Regions from separate parts of the Sus scrofa genome. Here all the other regions are linked to region 3. A link is a contact called in public HiChIP or PLAC-seq data. All regions are on one chromosome and are shown on one strand. The core of a region is the stretch at or near the end of the contact, and the rest is flanking DNA. Distances in the headings are between cores, read along the strand shown.

Region 1 (4,120 bases), core at 207-2,706, 450 kb after region 3:
TATTAAAATGTTCCTGCCACTGTCTGAATATACTGTGATTAGTTGCAATCTGCAAATGATACAATACTGTTTTTCCAAGGATTAAAGTTTCTTATTCCAAGTTCAACACATATGTTGAAGCTTTGCTTTCTTTCTCCCACCAGGATTTTTATAGGGGAGCATGAATTAAGATTAAATAAACATATAACAAACCCATATCACATTTTTAGCTGGGGGAAAAAAAAGGAATCAGTCAACCCACCTCTCTCCTTCCAGCTGGGCAATAAATGTCAGTTGTTCTACTTAAACAGAAACAGGGCCTGTCTCATGTCTCTGTAGGAGCCAAGTGAGATGAGAAACCAAAGAAAAGAGATGATTGTTTCAAAAACTGCAATGCTGTGTGTTCTTGGAGTTCTCAAAAAGCAATAACTGCTGAACATCACATTTTGAGCTATCAAAGGGCTCCTGTTCAAGAGTTAAACCTATGCCACAACAGGGCTTTGATGACATGCGATGTGAATAGAAAAGTTTCTATACATTTTCTTCCTTCAAATACTCTAGGGAAAATACTAAAGCTGGTAAAAGAGGATCACTCAGTGGAAGGGAAATGATGAACCGCCCTAGCTTTCAAAAATCACTGAAATGCCTCCTGCCTAGTGAGCTGAGGTCACATACATTCATGTTGATATGTACCTAAAACACTAAGGATAACAAATGCAAAACCGATTCCACTAGTCTTTAGAAAATAATTTTCCTTTTAAAAAATGTGTATCTATTATGTCTTGAATTAAGAAGAAATTCTGTTTTAGAAGAAATTCTGTTTTAAGAAAGAAGAGAAACTCCATGGTTTTCAGAATTCCAAACAGCTTAGACTGAATTTCTTATGCTCTGGATACAAAATCAGAATGCCTATAAGAAATACAGGAAGGGAGTTCCCATTGTGGCGCAGCAGAAACAAATCCAACTAGTAACCATGAGGTTGTAGGTTCGATCCCTGGCCTCGCTCAATGGGTCAAGGATCCGGCATTGCCATGAGCTGTGGTGTGAGTTACAGATGCGGCTTAAATCCTGTGTGGCTGTAGCTGTGGCATAGGCCGGTGGCTGTAGCTCTGAATTGACCCTTAGCCTGGGAACTTCCATATGCCACAGGTGTGGCCCCCAAAAACAAACAAACAAACAAACAAAAAAAAGACACAGAAAATTCTCACTCATGCTTTCCCAACTTATCCAGAGCAGATGCAAGCTAACCCTTAACAGCCCTAGCAACTTCTTTTTCAGCTCACTTCACCCTGTGCCTTAGAATTGGACAAGGTCAGGTGCTGCTTCGGGGAAACAGTTTTCCCACACTTGAGGCAAAGTAAAGTTGTGAATGATATCTAATGGAGAGCAGTTGGTAATATAGACAGAATTACCTCCCCACGCCCACAGCCCTCCTCCTATTAAGAAGCCTGTGCTCTGTCTGTGACCATCCCTGCATCATGCATCACACTGTGAAGGTCACACTCAGGGCAGAAGACACAATTCTCAGAATATTCAGTAATCCCCTGCTGGGCGGGGCCAAATCCTGGGAACAAGAAATCTAAAGGAACAAAAATTATGTTGAAAGTGTTTTGAAACAGTGAATTTTGTGTATGTCGAACAGAGGGTCATTTGATTTCATTTTGTTTTCTAAAATGCTCGTGGGCAGAATGGTCTGACGTGCCACTTCTGTGGGTGTTGCCAACAAGTTCACCCAGTATGAAATTCTACCCCAGGAACTCTCCCCTTCGAAAAGAACACATTCCTCCACCTCTACCTCCTTCTGCGTGTGCAGACTTAATAATTCAGCAGCAGATGTTCCTTTACCAGAGGGAAAGGGTATCCTGAGGGTATTAAAAGGTTCACCTGCCAAAGATCACTCTCCATTTAGCTTTTCTTTTTTTTTTTTTTTTTTGTCTTTTGTCTTTTTTGTTGTTGTTTTGTTGTTGTTGTTGTTGTTGTTGCTATTTCTTGGGCCGCTCCTGCAGCATATGGAGGTTCCCAGGCTAGGGGTTGAATCCGGCCTACGCCAGAGCCACAGCAACGCGGGATCCGAGCCGCGTCTGCAACCTACACCACAGCTCACGGCAACGCCGGATTGTTAACCCACTGAGCAAGGGCAGGGACCGAACCCGCAACCTCATGGTTCCTAGTCAGATTCGTTAACCACTGCGCCACGACGGGAACTCCTCCATTTAGCTTTTCAGTTACAGTCAGTGGTTTAGGGACTGGAATGGGATGGCAAATGGGCATATCTGGGTGGAGGGCTGGAGCGAGAGTGAAAGGCACCCCACAGCACAGATGTTGAGCCAAAACCTGCTTGGGCTTCACAATGGGGCTGTGACCCTCGGGGGTGGGATGAACAGGCAAGATCAGGAACTGGGGAGATTAGACGGACTTAAGATTCATTCCTTAATTATTTTTCCCCCAAAAGCCCAGCCGAGACTAGGAAACAAGTATGGACCAGAACATGTATCTCCAACTGTCCTCACATTACCATGAAAACGTAATAGATTTAGAGAATCACAGCTTCCCCCCCCAAGAGAATATACCAGAATAACCTTAGAATCACTGATGTGTAACAGCATATTCAAAGATTAAGGTGTTTAGGTATCCAGTTCAGGAGTTCTTAACATTTGGAAAACCAAAGACTGCTTTAGGGAATATGACCAAAGCAATGAGCTTCCCCAGAAAAATGCCCATAGCATAAAGATATATACATACTGCAAACTATTCTGGATGGTTCAAAGACCCTTGAAGCCCTCTGGATCATGAGCAAGAGACATCTAACCTAGCCATCTCCCACTTTCCTACCCCATTATGAAATGAGAAAGCAGAGGGCTCAATGGGTAGAACACTCTCTAGTTTTGAAAAGCCAAGGTTGAGGCGGAGCCAAAGCTAGTTACATTTACCTCAATTCCTAAAGCAGGATTTTTTTCTACTGCTTTGTAAATCAAAGACATTTCCATCCTTTTTATTTATATTTTAGCTCCAAGATACATGAAAATCAGTGTCTTCTGTTGCCACTCAACAAGAGCATGCTTATTTTACATACAGATTGATTTTTTTTTTTTTAATTCTGGGAAAGGAAGGTTCTAATGAGAGCTACCTGGATACTCTTAAAGTGAGCATCCCACTTATCCCCATCAGGCTCCTCCTGGGGGTAACAGTCTGTACTCAAATCATCCACCACAGGCCCTGCTGGCTGGACATCTCTGTGAAGCAGTTTCATCTTAGTCTCATTAGTGTTCAGCTGAGAACTTTGTCCCCCTTTCCCCCTCTCTATTCAGAACATGGGCTGCTGTTCTTTCCAAATCAAGGGCAAACCTTCCAAGTTGTCATGGGGCCAAACTCCCAGCTCGCCCCTGACTCATAAATCCTCCTGAAATCCAGGCCCAATGCTGTATTTGTGAAGGGGCCCTTTAGACAATAAAGCAGAAGTTTGGGTGGGTTCTCATAGAACTTCAGAGTATGTAATATATCTTTATCACTTGGCTAAGGCTGCTAATTAAAAGTTACTCTGGACCAATATTATTTGGATCCCTTTCTTCCTTCACTTTGCAAGAGAAAGGACTAGTCCTCAGAGAGGCAAAGATTCTAGGAAAAAGTAGAACACTGGTTGCATAAAAACTTTTTTAACCAAGTATGTGGAATGCTAATCTTTCCAAAACTGGTCATTATCTGGGGGTGCCGTAGTCATTGCTTAATGGGAGAGGCCGCACGGAACAAAAAATGCAGGTCCTTGGGACACTGCTGGGCCTGTCCCAAGGAGGGGAGGCCCTGGTGCCAGGTCAGATCAGTCCAGGCCATCAAGGGTGACAATCTTAAGCCTTTGCTGTGACATCCAAATCTGTGCTCATTGCATCTGCCCTCTCCCACAAAGGCTTTTAAGACACACACAGCAGAGCCACATTTAGGGCCCCTTATGAACCACATGTTAAACCCCAAAGTCTGATTTGGCTTCCAAAGGTCATTTCAATGCAGGAAGCTGTAGGAAATGTTCCCATCCTTATTATCCCAGAGCTGCTTGAAGTCCAGCACACTCTGGGATCATCCCATTTCTCACATGGGAGGAGCAGCAGATATCTTGGACCTGGGGCAGAGCTGCCCACGGGAGGGCCTC
Region 2 (3,758 bases), core at 203-2,702, 320 kb before region 3:
TGCTTTATCCATTCGCACCTCGCAATGACTAGCAAAGAGGAAAAGAACCGAAAAAAAAAAAAAAAAAAAAAAACCCACCCTCACCCCGCCCCTGCTTCTAAAGTCATAAACTCCCCCAAATAAAGAGTATACTCATACTCAAGACACCAAGAGCGCTGCAGCTCCACCAAGGATTAACGGTAAAAGTGAGACCTTTCTGATATTAACTGCTCCCAGAAAAGCCAAATAATTTCCCCAAATCCAGTTCACACACATTGTGCGTTCAACACGTAACAGCCATTCCGCTCACACCCTTACATTTCAAGCTCGAATTCCGGTCACCAAAGTATATTTCTGCACTGGAGCGCTTGGCCTGAGCTTTCCTGTTCTCTTTGTCTTGTGATGTGTTGGGCAGTTTCTGGTCTTGGGAAGTGAGTGTGAGAGCTGTGGTTTCCAGACAATTCCCCACGATCTTTCAGCTCGGGCTTGCATGCTCCCTCTCTCTAGCCGGCTCCATATTGCTGGGCAGGTCCCAACAGTCTCGCTCCGCGCTACAAAAAGCTGGATTTCCGGGCTGTTCCAAGACCCCACTAAATCTGCCTCCAACAACCTGCTCAGGCCCGGCCCGCACCACACTCCGAGTTAGGGCCCCGGCGGCCAGCCTCCCCGAGGCGCACTTCCCCCACCCCGGAAGAGGAGGGAAGCAAACTTCGGAGGGCGGGGGCTGGGGGCGAGCTCCGGGGACCCTCGTCGCCCCGCCCGCCCGAGGAAAAGCGACCTGGGTGCAGCCAAAGGGCGCGGGGGCAGGCATCGCTCCTTCCCGCTAACGAAAGGCAGTGGTCGGGGCGCTCTCCGCTGCTGAAGGGCCCCGAAAAGCTGCAAGGCGACAGTGGGGACCCTCAGAAGTGTGCGGTGACGGAGGCACGGTGGCGGAAGCCCGAGTTCGCCTGCATCTCCGGGGACGAATGCGCCCGGCGGCATGCACAACCAACGAGGTGGCCGGGAGCACCCAAGACGCTGGCCGCGAGAGGGGCCCCCGGCTACCCGGCCAGCGGGAGATGCTGGCGGCAGGGAGGACGGCTGCCGGCCCGCTTTCCCCTGCTCGGCTCTGCAGAAGGAGAAGCGGCTGCTGGTGACAGGAAGAGAGCGGCGGTGGCCGCGCGCGCACGCACCGCCTCCCCCTCCCGAGCACACACCCGGACCCGCTGCCGCCGCCTACCTCCCCCGCCAGCCGGCTTCCTTCCTCTGCCCGGCCCGGGCTGCAGCGTCGGTTCTGGCGCGCACGTCTCCAACGCGTCCCTAACCGATTCCGACCCGCCAGCCGTTCTCGACTCGAGCTCGCTGTCTCCGACCCGCTCCCTGCTGCCCCAGCCGCGGCCGCTGCTTCCTCCAACTCCGCTCCAGCTGCTCGCGACTCCTCTCCGTGCGCCCGCAGTTCCAGCACCCGACTCAAGCTCCGCCTCCGGGTCCGCCCCACGGGGTCCGCCCCCCCGAGCCCGCGCCAACCAGCGCCCGCGTCTCTGCCCCTCTCTGCTGGCGCCGCGCCCGCGGCCGCTGCCATTCATAGTGCCGGCCTCTGAGCCCAGCGGCCAGCGGGCGGGGCTCCGGTCCGGCAGACCCTTCCTGCAGCCGGTGCTTGCCTTCCGCCCCCAGCCGCGGGGATGCCCCGGGCGGCAGGGCCGAGCGCTCTGGGTGTGCGCCCGCCGGGCGGGCCAGGCTACTGCCCGCCCGCGGCAGAACCGGCTGCTGGGCGTCTCCGGGACCGGAGGCGGCGGAGCTGGGGGAGGTCGAGGGCAAGTTCAGACTTAGAGGCTGCGTCTCTAATCCTAGAGTCTTGAAACAAACCCCTTTTGAGCCCCCTGCGCCCCAGCAGAACTGCTGGTTAGGGCAGGACTCGGATTCCAGGCTCAACCAAAGCGGGGAGGACCTGCAATTCCCGGCCTCGCCAGAGCGGCCTCAGGAGTGGGCGGAAAAACCACGCCACCCCGCATGGCTCCCGGGGGTGAAGGAGGGGTGAAAGGGTGAACCGGAGGGACGAGCGCCCGCAGCCTGCCCCGAACTCCAGGAGCCTGGCACCGCCGCCACCCGCAGTCAGGCGGGCCCGCCAGAAGGGCAGAGTTTTATGGGGAGGGCGCACGCTGGCTGATCCCTCCCAGTCCTCAGATGTCGGAGCAAAAGTAGGTCGCTCAGACAGATCGAGGACCCCCTGTTACTCGTGGAGTCGTAGGAGGAAGCTCACGTGAATTGTATGGCCCCTTAAATTTGTTAATTTTCAAATGCGGATTCTTCAGCTAATACTCATTACTTAAGTTGCACAAGAAAAATCTGATGTTGATTCAAACCTTCCTCTGACGGTAGGAGGAGATGCCAGCACCCTGTGTTCCTCTTTCGCCCATTAAAACCTGTTAAGAGTCCGCTTTTTAAAAAGCTTTTCCCAGATTCCTCTTTCTGCGGTTTTGAGGCCTGCAGCCGCCCAGCCTACTTGCCTTAAAGTCCTTTTCCCAATTTCCTTGCAAGATTTTTTTTTTTTAAACCAAGTATTTAGACTTTTGTCAAACTTTGAATTTGGTGGTTTATTCCTCTGGCGTTGGAAGTAGAGGAAAGAATATCCTGAAATTTATTGTCTGTCCTTAGGAAATATAATCATTCTTAAATGTGACTCACATTCTAACGGACAAGTTAGTTCTACTTTCGGTTATTCAGGCTCTGGCACTTTTGTTATTTCCACATGTTTCTTGAAGTGAAGATACAAAAACAGACACCTACCTATTTGTTTAAAAATCCATTTTATCTCAAAAGAAATATAGAGTTTACCAAACTTTATCATTCGCACCTACGTCTGAAACGGTACCATATATTGCTCGTCTGTAAATGAAATGTGTCTCACCCTGTGATAGAATTACTTTGATCCATTCCAATAAGCTGAAACACAACTGCTGTTATATTTGCTCTGTTTCCTTTAGGCTTGGGTCTGAAGAAACCTTACCAGCTGTCTCCTTTTGTTCACCATGAGTTCCTGGAAAGACACTTATGTACTGCTACTACAGGGTTCTATTCCCCTCAGCCTAAAAATAGCATGAAATCCTTAATCAAGCTTCCTTTTTTAGATAGACCTCAGCAGCTTGTTGACAGTATATGTTTTGTCTTTTTTTTTTTTTTTTTTTTTTTTGCCATTTCTTGGGCCACTCTCTCGGCATATGGAGGTTCCCAGGCTAGGTGTCTAATTGCAGTTGTAGCCGACAGCCTACGCCAGAGCCACAGCAACTCAGGATCCGAGCCACATCTGTGACCTACACCACAGCTCATGGCTCCTTGACCCACTGAGGGAGGCCAGGGATTGAACCCGTAACCTCATGCTTCCTAGTCGGATTCATTAACCACTGAGCTACGACAGGAACTCCTGTCTTTAATTTTTTTCCATCATACTTGAACACATAGCATAAGTCCAAAGAGTGTTCCATGAAGGACAATCTGACTCTCCATAAACTGAATAATTTTAGTCTTGTTTCATCTCTCAAACTGATAACCTCCTTACCATATCATTAATATTCAAATTTTATTTATTTTCATTTTCTATTAATTTCTATGAAATGATAAAAGCAAAAGGCACCAAAACAACAGTATTCAAAATTTTAAGAATTAACCATTTTCTTTAATCAAATCTTATCTGGATTCCCAAAATGTAACTTATGAGAAGCCCTATGGTAAAACCAAGGGAGCTTCGAGGTCTTTGGACCAACTGTGGCATCACCTCCTGGGGATTTGTTGGAAATGCAAAT
Region 3 (3,990 bases), core at 1,288-3,787:
GATTCTTGCTAATAGGAAGAGGGGAAAAGGCAGATGGGCTCCATGCAGCTCTCACAGGAGGGAGGAATACCACCTCTCCAGTGAGAAATACCAGGCAGGGACAGAGGCAAGCAGAGGAAACAGAGCTTGGACTCACGTCCACTATTCTCTAGTAAGGTTCATTAACTAGTCTTGTGAAATGGTGGGGGAAGTAAAGCCTCAAAAAGCTTCATTGCCAATGGGGAGCCTCTCTGGGATGTCAGGAGGGTTGATTTCACTTAAGGGAGTAGGTTTTAGGGAACAGTGGAAAGGAAACTGTATTGACTATGACAGAAGGTGCTGGACACTCTGCACTTGTCACTTCATTTAATCCTTCTAAGAGCTCAGGAAGTTGGCATCATCATCCTTGTTTTATGGATAAGAAGACAGAAGTTTGGAGAGGCTAAGTAAGTTGTCCAAGACTAGGCTGACAACATTAGTAGTAGGGGTGGGATATAAGCCTTGGACTCAGGTTCTGAAGAATATGCATAGTTAACTAACTTAGTCCTTCTCAAATCTTTGCTTTGAAATCCTTCTAAGGGCAAAAGAGGGTATGTGAACGCTGGTGGTGGTAGCAGTTGAAGGTGGGGATGAGATTTGAAGCTTCTGGTGCTAATTTTTAAGGTCTCATGTTTTACCTTAAAAATGAGTGACAATGTTGCAATTAATCCCATACAATATTTACTTTAAAAATATAATTTCTCTTTCAAGCCGTCAAGTCTAATTAACCATCCAGAAGAGAAGGCATCTGTAGTTGACGGCTGACTGCCTCCTGGGTACCAGTGGCTCTTTAGAACGTACATGCTTTTTAGGTGCAGGTGTCCAGCTGGAGAAATACCGGGCGACCTGGTGCTGTTCCCACTCTGGAGGTTGCCGTCATAGGTGACCCAGTACTGGGTGTATTATTAAGGGGATCTGTGTATTCAGTCTAAGGGTGGATTAGAGGATACGCTATAGCTGCTAACTTTCCATGGCACTAATATAACATAATGACTAAGAGTGAAGTTATGGAGTCAGAGAGGCCTGGAATTTGAATTTGGGTTCCAACAATTTCCAGCTGTGTGGTTTGAGGCAAGATACTTAACTTCTCTAAGCCTCAGTTTCCTAATCTGTAGCAGGTTGTACATGTGTCAGGCTCTGGTGAGGAGAGGAATGGAGGCATTTCCATCACTTATTGCCACCTTTGCGTGGAAGATCATTTGAACCTCTGTATTCAGACTACTATCTCCGTGATTTACCAATTGCTATCACTGAGGTGCACATTAGCTGAGGGAGAGGAAACCAGAACACTAGGTCATAGCTGTTTGTTTTCAAAGGAAATTTCTTAGTGTGTTTTTATGGCAAGAGGGAGAAAAAGTGTTAACATGGCTTCTAATGAAGTCAGATATTTAAATGAATGACTAATGTGTTTTGTAGAGAAAAATAAACCAATAAATGATTTTTTGAAGGTTAATTAGACCTACCTCATAAGGGGGGTTGTAAGGATTAAATCAGATTGTGTACAGAAAGCACGTAGCTCAGAGACGGGCGCATATCAAAGGTTCATAAATGGTGGTTATTGTTCCTATTGTATAGCACAGGGAACTATATCTATTCTCTTGTGATAGAACATGATCGAAGATAGTATGAAAAAAAGAATGTATATCTATGTGCACAACTGAGTCACTTTGCTATATAGCAGAAATTGGCACAACATTGTAAATCAATTATAATTTTTAAGAAAATCATGGACTTGGAAAGTAGACTTGTGGTTGCCCAGGGGGAGGGGAGGGAGTGGGATGGATGGGGTGCTTGGGGTTAATAGATGCAGACTATTACCTTTGGAATGGATTAGCAATGAGATCCTGCTGTGTAGCACTGGTCACTTATGATGGAGTATGATAATGTGAAAAAAAAATGTATGCATGTATGTGTAACTCAGTCACCATGGTGTACAGTAGAAAATTGACAGAACACTGTAAACCAGCTATAATGGAAAAAAATTAAAAATCATTATATATATAAAAAATGATGGCTATTGTTATCATTACCAAGGGGACCTCTGGCACATGTGGGAATGCCCCCTCCATGTGAGCAATCTCTTTGTACTGCCCTTCCCCGTGCTCTCTGCCCCTTCTTGACTCAGGAATAGGTGATCGGAGCTCTGCCTGGCCAAAGATGAGGGGCTGAGGATGAGTGATTTCCTCTGCAGCAAACACAAATGTTTGGGCTCCCTATTTCCTGCCTGTGGTTTTGCACACCCTTAAAGGAACAGTCATCCCCACTAATGCCATTTCTTCCTCCCTCTCATTGCTTTGCTGGTGCCTAATGATGGCTATGTGGTTTGGGCTGCAGCAAATGTGTTCCCCAGGGGTTTTCTCCTTAGTACTATACAGCAGCACATGCAACACTTTGACTTTCTTATGTTTGTTGCAACAATAAGAACAAGTGATAAAATACAGTAAGGGGATCTGGATTGTATACAGAGAAACAGAAAAGTCAAGGAGGAAAATACACTTTTTTTTTAATGAGTCAGACACTATAACCACATTTCTTGGCTAACCAGTCATTTGATGCATAGACATTTAAAATCAGGAAGAGCCTGTTCTAACCATAGCAGTTGTATAGGGGGCTTCTTCCATGACTGTGTCATGTCACCAGCTCTGACCCACCAGCAGACTTTCTGCCCTGGGCTGCATCAGACACTCCCAAAGTGTTTTCATGCCCTCTTCATCATCGTTGTTATTCTTGTTACCAAAAAACACTACTTTTGCTTTCTGTTTGAAAGAACACTCCAATAGGCAAAATTTGTGAGCAGTCAGATCCCTGCCCTCAAAATGAATTTACGATATAAAGATGAGAGCAAGGGGTGGGCAACTCTGAATAAAACATAATGTCCAAATAAGCAGTGCTACACTGACTTTCAGAAGGACCTGTTTTCAAATGAAGCAAATGCTTGATGGGGAAACAGGTGAGTGGGGGAGTTTCTGTGGCATCATCTTTTGTTTCTGCTGACCAATTTGATTCTCACAACTACTGTTTCTGTGTAGTGAAAGGGGTCAAAAAAAGATCTTTCCAATGGAAGTTCATAAAGAGAGTTATTGTAGGAGTGACTCGTGAGTAGAGTTCCTTATCTTGGATAATGTAATATTTCCTCTTGATAGAATCAGCTTGTTCTGCCAAGAGAAGCTGAGGGAGTGATTGGGAGTTTTTGCATATTATGTAAGCGAGTTTATTTTGGGAGCTTTGGGTATGGTGTGCTGCTGCCTTTAACCACATCTGCTCTATTTCCATAATGGCCACTTCATTCCTGGGCTGCGTGGAACACAGCCTACATTAGTGCTGGGTGAGCAGCCATTAGTAAGTGGTGGTGAGGCTCCAAAATTAGTGAGATGCTCCAGTGTCAGTGTTGAACTCTGCCCAGAAATACGCTACTGGTTTGGAAATTTAAAGAAAATAAATTTATCTATTGCATTTGGATTCCCACTCACAAGTGCATCTAACCACCCCTTACTTTATTCAGCTTTTCTTTCTGGGTGAAAGTCTCTATATTTTCTACTTTATTCAGTTAAAATAAGTATTGACCAGCCTTTTTTCATAGGCAAGTTCTGTATTCTCCAAACTTAAACCCCTAAATAATACGGTGTTGTGTTTGAGACATTTATGTATCTCCCAGGTTTTCTCAGGCCTATTGGTGCATACTTCTCTCTCCTTTATCAGGCTCTGCAGCTTACTTATTTTTTTTTTTTCAGGGCTGCACCTGTGGCATATAAAGTTTCCCAGGCTAGGGTTTGAACTGGAGCTATAGCCAGTGGCCTACGCCACAGCCACAGCAATGTCAGATCTGAGGCGTGTCTGCGACCTACACCACAGCTCACAGCAACGCCAGATCCTTAACCCACTGAGTGAGGCTGGGGATCAAACCTGTGTCCTCTTGGATGACAGTCAGATTTGGTTCCACTGAGCCATGACTGGAACTCCTGCAGCTTATTT

What was found. HiChIP or PLAC-seq counts read pairs in DNA pulled down with a chosen protein or histone mark.
Region 1: a contact with region 3 is called in an H3K27ac HiChIP or PLAC-seq map of alveolar macrophages. The contact joins two enhancer-like sites. A contact is called at or near these places in 2 of 2 datasets of contacts at active chromatin or transcription factors (alveolar macrophages and skeletal muscle).
Region 2: a contact with region 3 is called in an H3K27ac HiChIP or PLAC-seq map of alveolar macrophages. The contact joins the promoter of PIK3R1 here to the enhancer-like site in region 3. A contact is called at or near these places in 3 of 5 promoter capture datasets (fetal liver, fetal skeletal muscle and liver), 4 of 47 Hi-C or Micro-C datasets (embryonic fibroblasts, epiblast stem cells and mesenchymal stem cells) and 2 of 2 datasets of contacts at active chromatin or transcription factors (alveolar macrophages and skeletal muscle).

The regions. Positions count from the first base shown.
Region 1 is chr16:45,670,112-45,674,231 of Sscrofa11.1, reverse strand. No RefSeq gene overlaps it. Among named protein-coding and RNA genes, the nearest start is that of CD180, 84 kb to the right of the region's middle. Within about 2 kb of position 1,456, at least 9 of the 83 cell types and tissues checked have an H3K27ac peak or open chromatin away from gene starts, as enhancers often do. A contact at or near this core is called in alveolar macrophages, where this site is marked.
Region 2 is chr16:46,432,451-46,436,208 of Sscrofa11.1, reverse strand. It overlaps PIK3R1 (phosphatidylinositol 3-kinase regulatory subunit alpha), which reads right to left and starts at 1,452. Exons shown (of 16, transcript XM_021076847.1): 1 at 1,199-1,452.
Region 3 is chr16:46,117,133-46,121,122 of Sscrofa11.1, reverse strand. No RefSeq gene overlaps it. Among named protein-coding and RNA genes, the nearest start is that of PIK3R1, 320 kb to the left of the region's middle. Within about 2 kb of position 2,537, at least 6 of the 83 cell types and tissues checked have an H3K27ac peak or open chromatin away from gene starts, as enhancers often do. A contact at or near this core is called in alveolar macrophages, where this site is marked.